Regions from separate parts of the Mus musculus genome. Here region 1 is linked to region 2. A link is a contact called in public HiChIP or PLAC-seq data. All regions are on one chromosome and are shown on one strand. Each heading gives the region's core, a stretch centred on a gene start, on an enhancer-like site or on the middle of the called end of the contact. The rest is flanking DNA. Distances are from core to core; before and after follow the strand shown. Region 1 holds the start of Cbx6 (chromobox 6). Region 2 overlaps Sun2 (Sad1 and UNC84 domain containing 2).

Evidence for each region. HiChIP or PLAC-seq counts read pairs in DNA pulled down with a chosen protein or histone mark.
Region 1: a contact with region 2 is called in an H3K4me3 HiChIP or PLAC-seq map of the SCID.adh cell line, with 15 read pairs. The contact joins the promoter of Cbx6 here to the enhancer-like site in region 2. A contact is called at or near these places in 1 of 15 datasets of contacts at CTCF or cohesin (stem cell-derived epiblast-like cells), 2 of 484 Hi-C or Micro-C datasets (CD4 T cells and regulatory T cells), 6 of 115 datasets of contacts at active chromatin or transcription factors (the 230-238 cell line, the SCID.adh cell line, embryonic stem cells and 2 more) and 4 of 9 other capture datasets (adipose tissue, embryonic stem cells, liver and 1 more).

Annotation. Positions count from the first base shown.
Region 1 is chr15:79,832,629-79,835,832 of GRCm38.p6, reverse strand. Cbx6 (chromobox 6) reads left to right here and starts at 1,500. Exons shown (of 5, transcript NM_028763.3): 1 at 1,500-1,690; 2 at 1,875-1,918; 3 at 2,066-2,131; 4 at 2,255-2,321. The coding sequence starts at 1,622. It overlaps Npcd (neuronal pentraxin chromo domain), which reads left to right and starts at 1,500. Exons shown (of 9, transcript NM_001013362.2): 1 at 1,500-1,690; 2 at 1,875-1,918; 3 at 2,066-2,131; 4 at 2,255-2,321. The coding sequence starts at 1,622.
Region 2 is chr15:79,726,910-79,730,168 of GRCm38.p6, reverse strand. Sun2 (Sad1 and UNC84 domain containing 2) reads left to right here. Exons shown (of 18, transcript NM_001205345.1): 9 at 1-79; 10 at 611-688; 11 at 1,093-1,136; 12 at 1,588-1,753; 13 at 2,085-2,306; 14 at 2,569-2,653; 15 at 3,003-3,118; 16 at 3,211-3,259. Among named protein-coding and RNA genes, the nearest start is that of Sun2, 14 kb to the left of the region's middle. Within about 2 kb of position 1,323, at least 40 of the 459 cell types and tissues checked have an H3K27ac peak or open chromatin away from gene starts, as enhancers often do. A contact at or near this core is called in the SCID.adh cell line and regulatory T cells, where this site is marked.

The sequences.
Region 1 (3,204 bases), core at 251-2,750, 110 kb before region 2:
CCTCAGGTTTGCTGTCTTGCCAGCTAAGAGGATTTTCTCAGTAGCATAAAGACTTTGAGGGGGAGCAGAAGGATTTCAGTCAATGTACTTTCTATACATATCTGCAGGCGTGCAGGGATGGAAAGCTGAGATTTTCATCAGTGAATTTGCACCTTCAAGAAATGGTGCAATCGCGGGGAGACTTGTACAACCCTGTGCCCCCACCCCATTCTAATAAGCCAATCATGAAATCAAAAGATAATCCTGACCCTTACAAATCCCCACCCCTCCTCCAGCCCAGCCCTAGACAACAGGTGAACAGAGCAAAATCAGTGTTAATGTCCAATCAATATCATTAAGGGAGGATAGCATCTCCAGTGTGAATAGTACAACCCTATAGTGCTTAAACATTTAAATAGATAGAACATGTGTGCCTGTGTTCTCCAAGTAGGTGATGTATCTATGCATATTCATGCAGGCCCGAGTTTAGGGAAAGAACTGGGCTAGAGGACCCCAATGACTTAATACAGGTTATGAATTGCTCCTTCCCTTTCGTTTCCTTATTTATATGTGGTTAATTTTTTTTTCTTTTTGCAAAGAACAAGACCACTGGCCTAATGGAAACTCCGATTAAATAATTTTTCAATGTGTGTTTCCAGCGAGGTGGGCTACATCCAAGAGGGAAAGTTCCAGATCCCACTTGCGCCTCCCAGGAGCAATGGCGGAGTCATTCCTGCAGCTGTGGTTTGTAGAATTATGCTGTGGCCTGCGGCCTGAAAATCCCAATACAGATTTGACCATGAAGGCGGGTTCTGCTGAGTGACCCAAAGAAAGACTGCTTTGGACTCAATCTGGGATGCCCTGCGGTTCTCTTTTGAGACCTCTCTCTCTTTGGTTTATAAACACACTCGCCAAGGTCTACTTGTAGGTGTTGAGACCATGGTCGCAGGCCTGGGTCACCTCTGCAGTCACCCCCCCCCCCCCGCCGCCCCCTTCCTGCTGTGGCGTTTTTGTTTTAACTTATCTGAACCGGTTACAAAACCACACTCCCACGAATACATAAATAATGGATGGGGTGATGTGTTAAAGAAATCCCCACAAGGCCTGGCAAAGCTGCAGTGAATGCATTTCTGCTGTATCATATTTAACTGTTTGCAAACGTCTGCAGGAGGATGCACAGCGCCTAGAGACTCCTGGGCCTATCGCATCTCTCTGTCGAGGGCCTGGCAATTCTGGCATGAGGAGTTACAAGGAGGGTAGGAGGTGGCAGGGATCCTGGGCCTGCAGGATGAAGTGGGACAATGTAGGATTGCACTGCACCTCACTCGGCTTGGCAGCAGCCAAGCATCCATCGGTCTCCCGCCAGGACTGCGGGGGAGAGGACAGGCCCCTTTAAGAGCCTTCGCGCGCCCCCGCCCCGCGAGCGCTCATTTTCCCTAGCAACCGCCCCGGGGGAGGGGGAGGCCCTGGCAACGGCGCTCAGGCCCGGAGCATCACGTGACGGCCCGCAGCTGGAACGCGAGCGCGCGCCCCGCCGAGCGCCCGCCCGCCGGGGGCCTGAGCGCTGGGGCGCGTGCGCGAGCGGTGCAGCACCGGCCGCGGGAGCAGGGAGTATTATGGGCTGTGGGTGCCGCTGAGCAAGATGGAGCTGTCTGCAGTAGGCGAGCGGGTCTTCGCGGCCGAATCCATCATTAAACGCCGGATCCGCAAGGTGAGCCCTCGGCCGGGACAGCCCTGTGTTCCCCGCGGTGGTGTCGGAGCCCGCGGGGCCCTCGGGGTGCAGTGGTCCGGCTAGCCGGGTTCCCTCAGCCACCCCCGCGCCGCCGCCTCCTCGCGTCCCTGCATCTTCCCCACCCCCACCCCCTATTTTTTTTTTTTTCCTTTCTGTTTTTCAGGGACGCATCGAGTACCTGGTGAAATGGAAAGGGTGGGCGATCAAGTGAGTGTCGTGGGTCGTTGGCATGGGGACTGGGGAGGCGGCAAGAAGACACCTGGGCCTTGGATAGGGGGTGCGTGCTTGAGCCCTCGCGGTGTGCCCCTGCCCCTTGGGTTTTCATTTTGCTCTTCTGTACGCGTGACTCGGCAGGTACAGCACTTGGGAGCCAGAGGAGAACATTCTGGATTCGAGGCTCATCGCAGCCTTCGAGCAGAAGTGAGTTGGAGAAGCTGGCAGGCGCGGTGGGGCGCCGCGCAGGGAAGCGGGAAAGGCGGGCAGGGTCGGGGAGTGGGGCCCAGGAAGGGACCCTTTTTCATCTTTGGCGTTTCTTGACTACAGGGAAAGGGAACGTGAGCTGTATGGGCCCAAGAAGAGGGGACCTAAACCCAAAACTTTCCTCCTAAAGGTAACCTGGCCCAGCCCCAGCAGCCCCCGCTCGGGCCCCCAGCCAGGGCGCAGCACAGGGCCGGCCTGCAAGGGAGGGACAGATCCGCCGCTGCCTAGGCGGGCAGGCTTTTCCAGAGGGGCCCCAGCTGGGCAGGGGGTGGTTGTGAGTCCCTGACAAGTCCCTGGCAGCGGGCCGTAGCCAGCCCAGCCAGAGGGGCCTGGGAGTGGGGTAATCAGGGATGAAACCAGGAACTGGGGGTGGGGGATCGACTGTGCTCCAGGAAGCGGGTGAGTGAAGCAGGTGGGGCATACTCAGGGGAGGAGGTGACTGGGAAGTTCTTTTCGCTAGTGAGACCCTTCATCTCCTCCAGCCTTGAACACACTGGCCTGTTTTGTGATTTAGAGTCTTGGAGCTGTTGAGTATAGATAGGCTTACCTCCTGGCAAAACACTGGCCTCCCATGCCCTATAACTGCCCACCTCCTTTGGAGTGTATTCTGTACCTTCTCCCATAGCACTTGGGGGCCCGGCTTGAATTTGACCTTAAATTACTTCAACCTGAATTTGATCATTCACACTGGACTACCAGCTTTCGGGTCCTGAGCCTGTCTACCCCTAATCCTGATATTTCTGGAGGTTCCAATGAAGATGGGGTGGGGCATGGTGAACATAGCCTGTTTGGCAAGAGAGCGAAGAACTTCATGGGAAGCCATCTTGGAGAGTTAGGGGTGTTTTTGTTTTTGTTTTGTTTTGTTTTGTTTTGTTTTTGATGAGGAAGAACAGAGCCTGGGAAGAGGAGAGCAAGACGATCCCTGATGGCCACTTAATGCAAGGCGGTCAGTGTCTGCCTCCGTAGTTTCCCTAAAGAACTAACGATGCCCCAGGTCTTCTCACCAAATTTGG
Region 2 (3,259 bases), core at 74-2,573:
TCTCCTAGAAGGGTTGGTGAGCCGCCGCGAGGCTACCCTGAAGGAGGACTTGCGCAGGGACACAGTGGCTCATATCCAGGTGGGAGAACATTGTTGCCTGGAGGTGGGGTGGCACATTTCATAAAGGCAATGCCATAGAAAACCCTGACAGTCATGTGGGATGTAGGAGGCCCCATGGGGCCCGGGGGAGATGGTAGTGTGTCACTTAGGGCCATTTGCCAGGTGCCCTGTCAAGATGAAGATGATCCGTCTTCCATGGTGAGAGACGTGTCAGGCACAGGTGGTATTCCTTGTATTTCAGAGCCTTGTAGATAAGACCAGGAGCTGAAACTCCCGGAAAAAACCCTAGAAGGAACCCAGTTAGACCATGTCTAGTCACAAGTATTCCGAGGGCAGCTGTCAAACCCTCTTGGTGTGGTGGTGCACACCTTTAATCCCAACACTTCACTTAGGTAGAAGCAGGGAGATCTCTGAGTTCAAGGCCAGCCTTGTCTACAGAGGGAGTTCTGGGATAGTCATAACTATATAGAGAGATGCTGCCTCAAAAGAAAACAAGAAGAAGAAGAAGAAAAAAAAAACACCCAAAACAACCAGTCCTCATATCTGGTAGGAAGAATTGGCTACCCTGAGGGCAGAGCATCACCAAGACTCGGAAGATCTCTTCAAGAAGATCGTCCAGGCCTCTCAGGTCAGTGGGCTAGGCATGCAGCCCTGCACTGGGATCTCACCCAATTACATCTGTCCTTGGTTCTACCATGGATACTGCTGGGATGTTGAGTAGAGGGGGGTGGGATAGTCTCATGCCTTCTCTGGGGCCTGAACTTGCCTTGGACAGACGGTCCACAGTGACCCCGGGATGTGCATGGTGCAAGGGTGGTGTCTGTGCTGAGTGTGTTGTGCTCAGTGAACATAACCTAGGTGGGAATGAGTCTGATAAGGGCTGAGACTCACAGGACTTCCCCTGCTTTGATCTTTGCTGAAAGCGCTGGGGCACCCGTTCAAGGTCGTGGTTAAGCAAACACTCCCATGTAGAACTCTCAGACTTCTCTGAACTCATCTTGGCTTATTCTTGCCCTTTCTTGCTGCTCTTAGGAGTCCGAAGCCCGAGTCCAGCAGCTGAAGACAGAATGGAAAAGGTAATGGCAGCCACCTGGCCATGGCCTGCTCTGCCACCCCGTTAGGGTTCTGCCTGGTTGACTGAGACTTAGCTTAGGATCCTGCCTATGGCCTCTACGGTACAAGGCAGGTTGGTAAGGCCTTGGGGAGGCAGGGACAGGCACGGCAGTGAAACTGGAGCCTGTGGGCTGGTCTTTTCTGTATGCCTTCTGCTCTTATGACCTAGATGTGAAGGCATGGCAGGCTGTGGCATTGTGAACTGTGCTGTCCAAGCCTACAGAGAATCAGGTCAGAATTAGCTGTGAGACAGGCAAACCCAAGCTCCTGGGCTGTGTTCTACTGCCAGACTCCAAGGGCAGCCCTGGCACTTCACACACAGTGATGGGCTTCCAGCTTATGACAGGAGTCAGTCAGGGGTCCCTCATCCTTCCTCAGTGTGGCCTTACCTTGCTTCCCTCCATCTGGAACTAGCATGACCCAGGAGGCCTTCCAGGAGAGCTCTGTGAAGGAGCTGGGACGGCTGGAAGCCCAGCTGGCCAGCCTGCGGCAGGAGCTGGCTGCCCTGACTCTGAAGCAGAACTCGGTGGCAGATGAAGTGGGCCTGCTGCCACAGAAGATCCAGGCTGCCAGGGCTGATGTGAGCGGGAAGTACCCAGAGCCCTACTAATCACCTCCCCTCTGAGACCACCTGCCTGGGAGGGGGCATCTGTCAGCTGGAGCAGCGTCTTTGGCCTGTTGTTCTAGAGGCGCATGCATGGCTGATCTGATGCAGGCCTAGGCTCTTGGGGAAAATGCTTTCCAATCCCAGTCTCTGTTCCCTGGAGAGTTCCTAGCCTCTAACACCTCTCTCAGGGGCTCCAGCCTTCCCTTCCAGCTCTGCTTCCTCCTCCAGTGACAGCCCACCCACCCTGTCATAGCTGCCCCTGCCATTAGTGCAAGCTTCTGAGTGACACTGCCTTTGTCTGTAGGTGGAATCCCAGTTCCCTGACTGGATCAGGCAGTTCCTTCTTGGAGACAGGGGTGCGCGCAGCGGGCTCCTGCAGAGAGATGAGATGCACGCTCAGCTGCAGGAGCTGGAGAACAAGATCCTTACCAAGATGGCTGAGATGCAGGGCAAGTCAGCCAGGGAGGCCGCAGCGTCCCTGGGACAGATACTGCAGAAAGAAGGCATAGTTGGGGTGACAGAGGAGGTAAGGGATGACTGTTCCCCCAACACGCTGCCTCTCCCCTGGAAGTCTCACACTGCCAGCTCTTCATGTGTGTTAGGACATGATAGACCCTCCTGGCTGGAGGTTCAGGTGTAGATTCTGGGCTCAGTGTGTGTGGGTGGTGGAATGAACAAAGCCTGCTTGGGTACTACTGGTGCCAGTTCAGCAGGGCCAGTTCATGGATATGCACGCAGTACCTGGTATGCCCCAATCACATCCCATGTCTGCCTGGGGCATGTTTTAGCAGGTGCACCGGATCGTCAAGCAGGCCCTGCAGCGCTACAGTGAGGACAGGATTGGAATGGTGGATTACGCCCTGGAATCAGGAGGTGTGTGTGCCTTCACCAATTCACCGTATCCTGGTCCTTACACTGGCGAGGCCCCAGGTCTGCCAGGCAGCACAGTGCTAAGCACACAAGGCTTGACACCAGCACAAACTAGACTCCCATCCAAGGCAAGGGTGGCTGAGGGAAGCCATGAGCCAGAGTGGACCCCTGGCTGGGAATGGCTCTGTGAGACTAGGTTAGAGCTAAGGGGTGGGCCTGAGGAACTTGTTCCCATGCTCTCTAAGGCAGGCAGTAGCAGTCTCTTCCCTGGCCGCCTTTTTAGTCCTGGAACCACTACCTGAGTAGTGGGCCAACCCACTTTGAGATTTAAAATCGTTCTTTCCTGTGACAGGAGCCAGTGTTATCAGCACCCGCTGCTCTGAGACTTATGAGACCAAGACGGCACTCCTCAGCCTCTTTGGCATCCCCCTGTGGTACCACTCCCAGTCACCTCGGGTCATTCTGCAGGTGGGCACTCTAAACACAGTGGGGGATGCCCGTCTCAGTCAGCCACAGATGGATTAGAGGCCCTGTTCTGACATGCCTCCCACCCCCTCCAGCCAGATGTGCACCCAGGCAACTGCTGGGCCTTCCAGGGGCCCCAGGGCT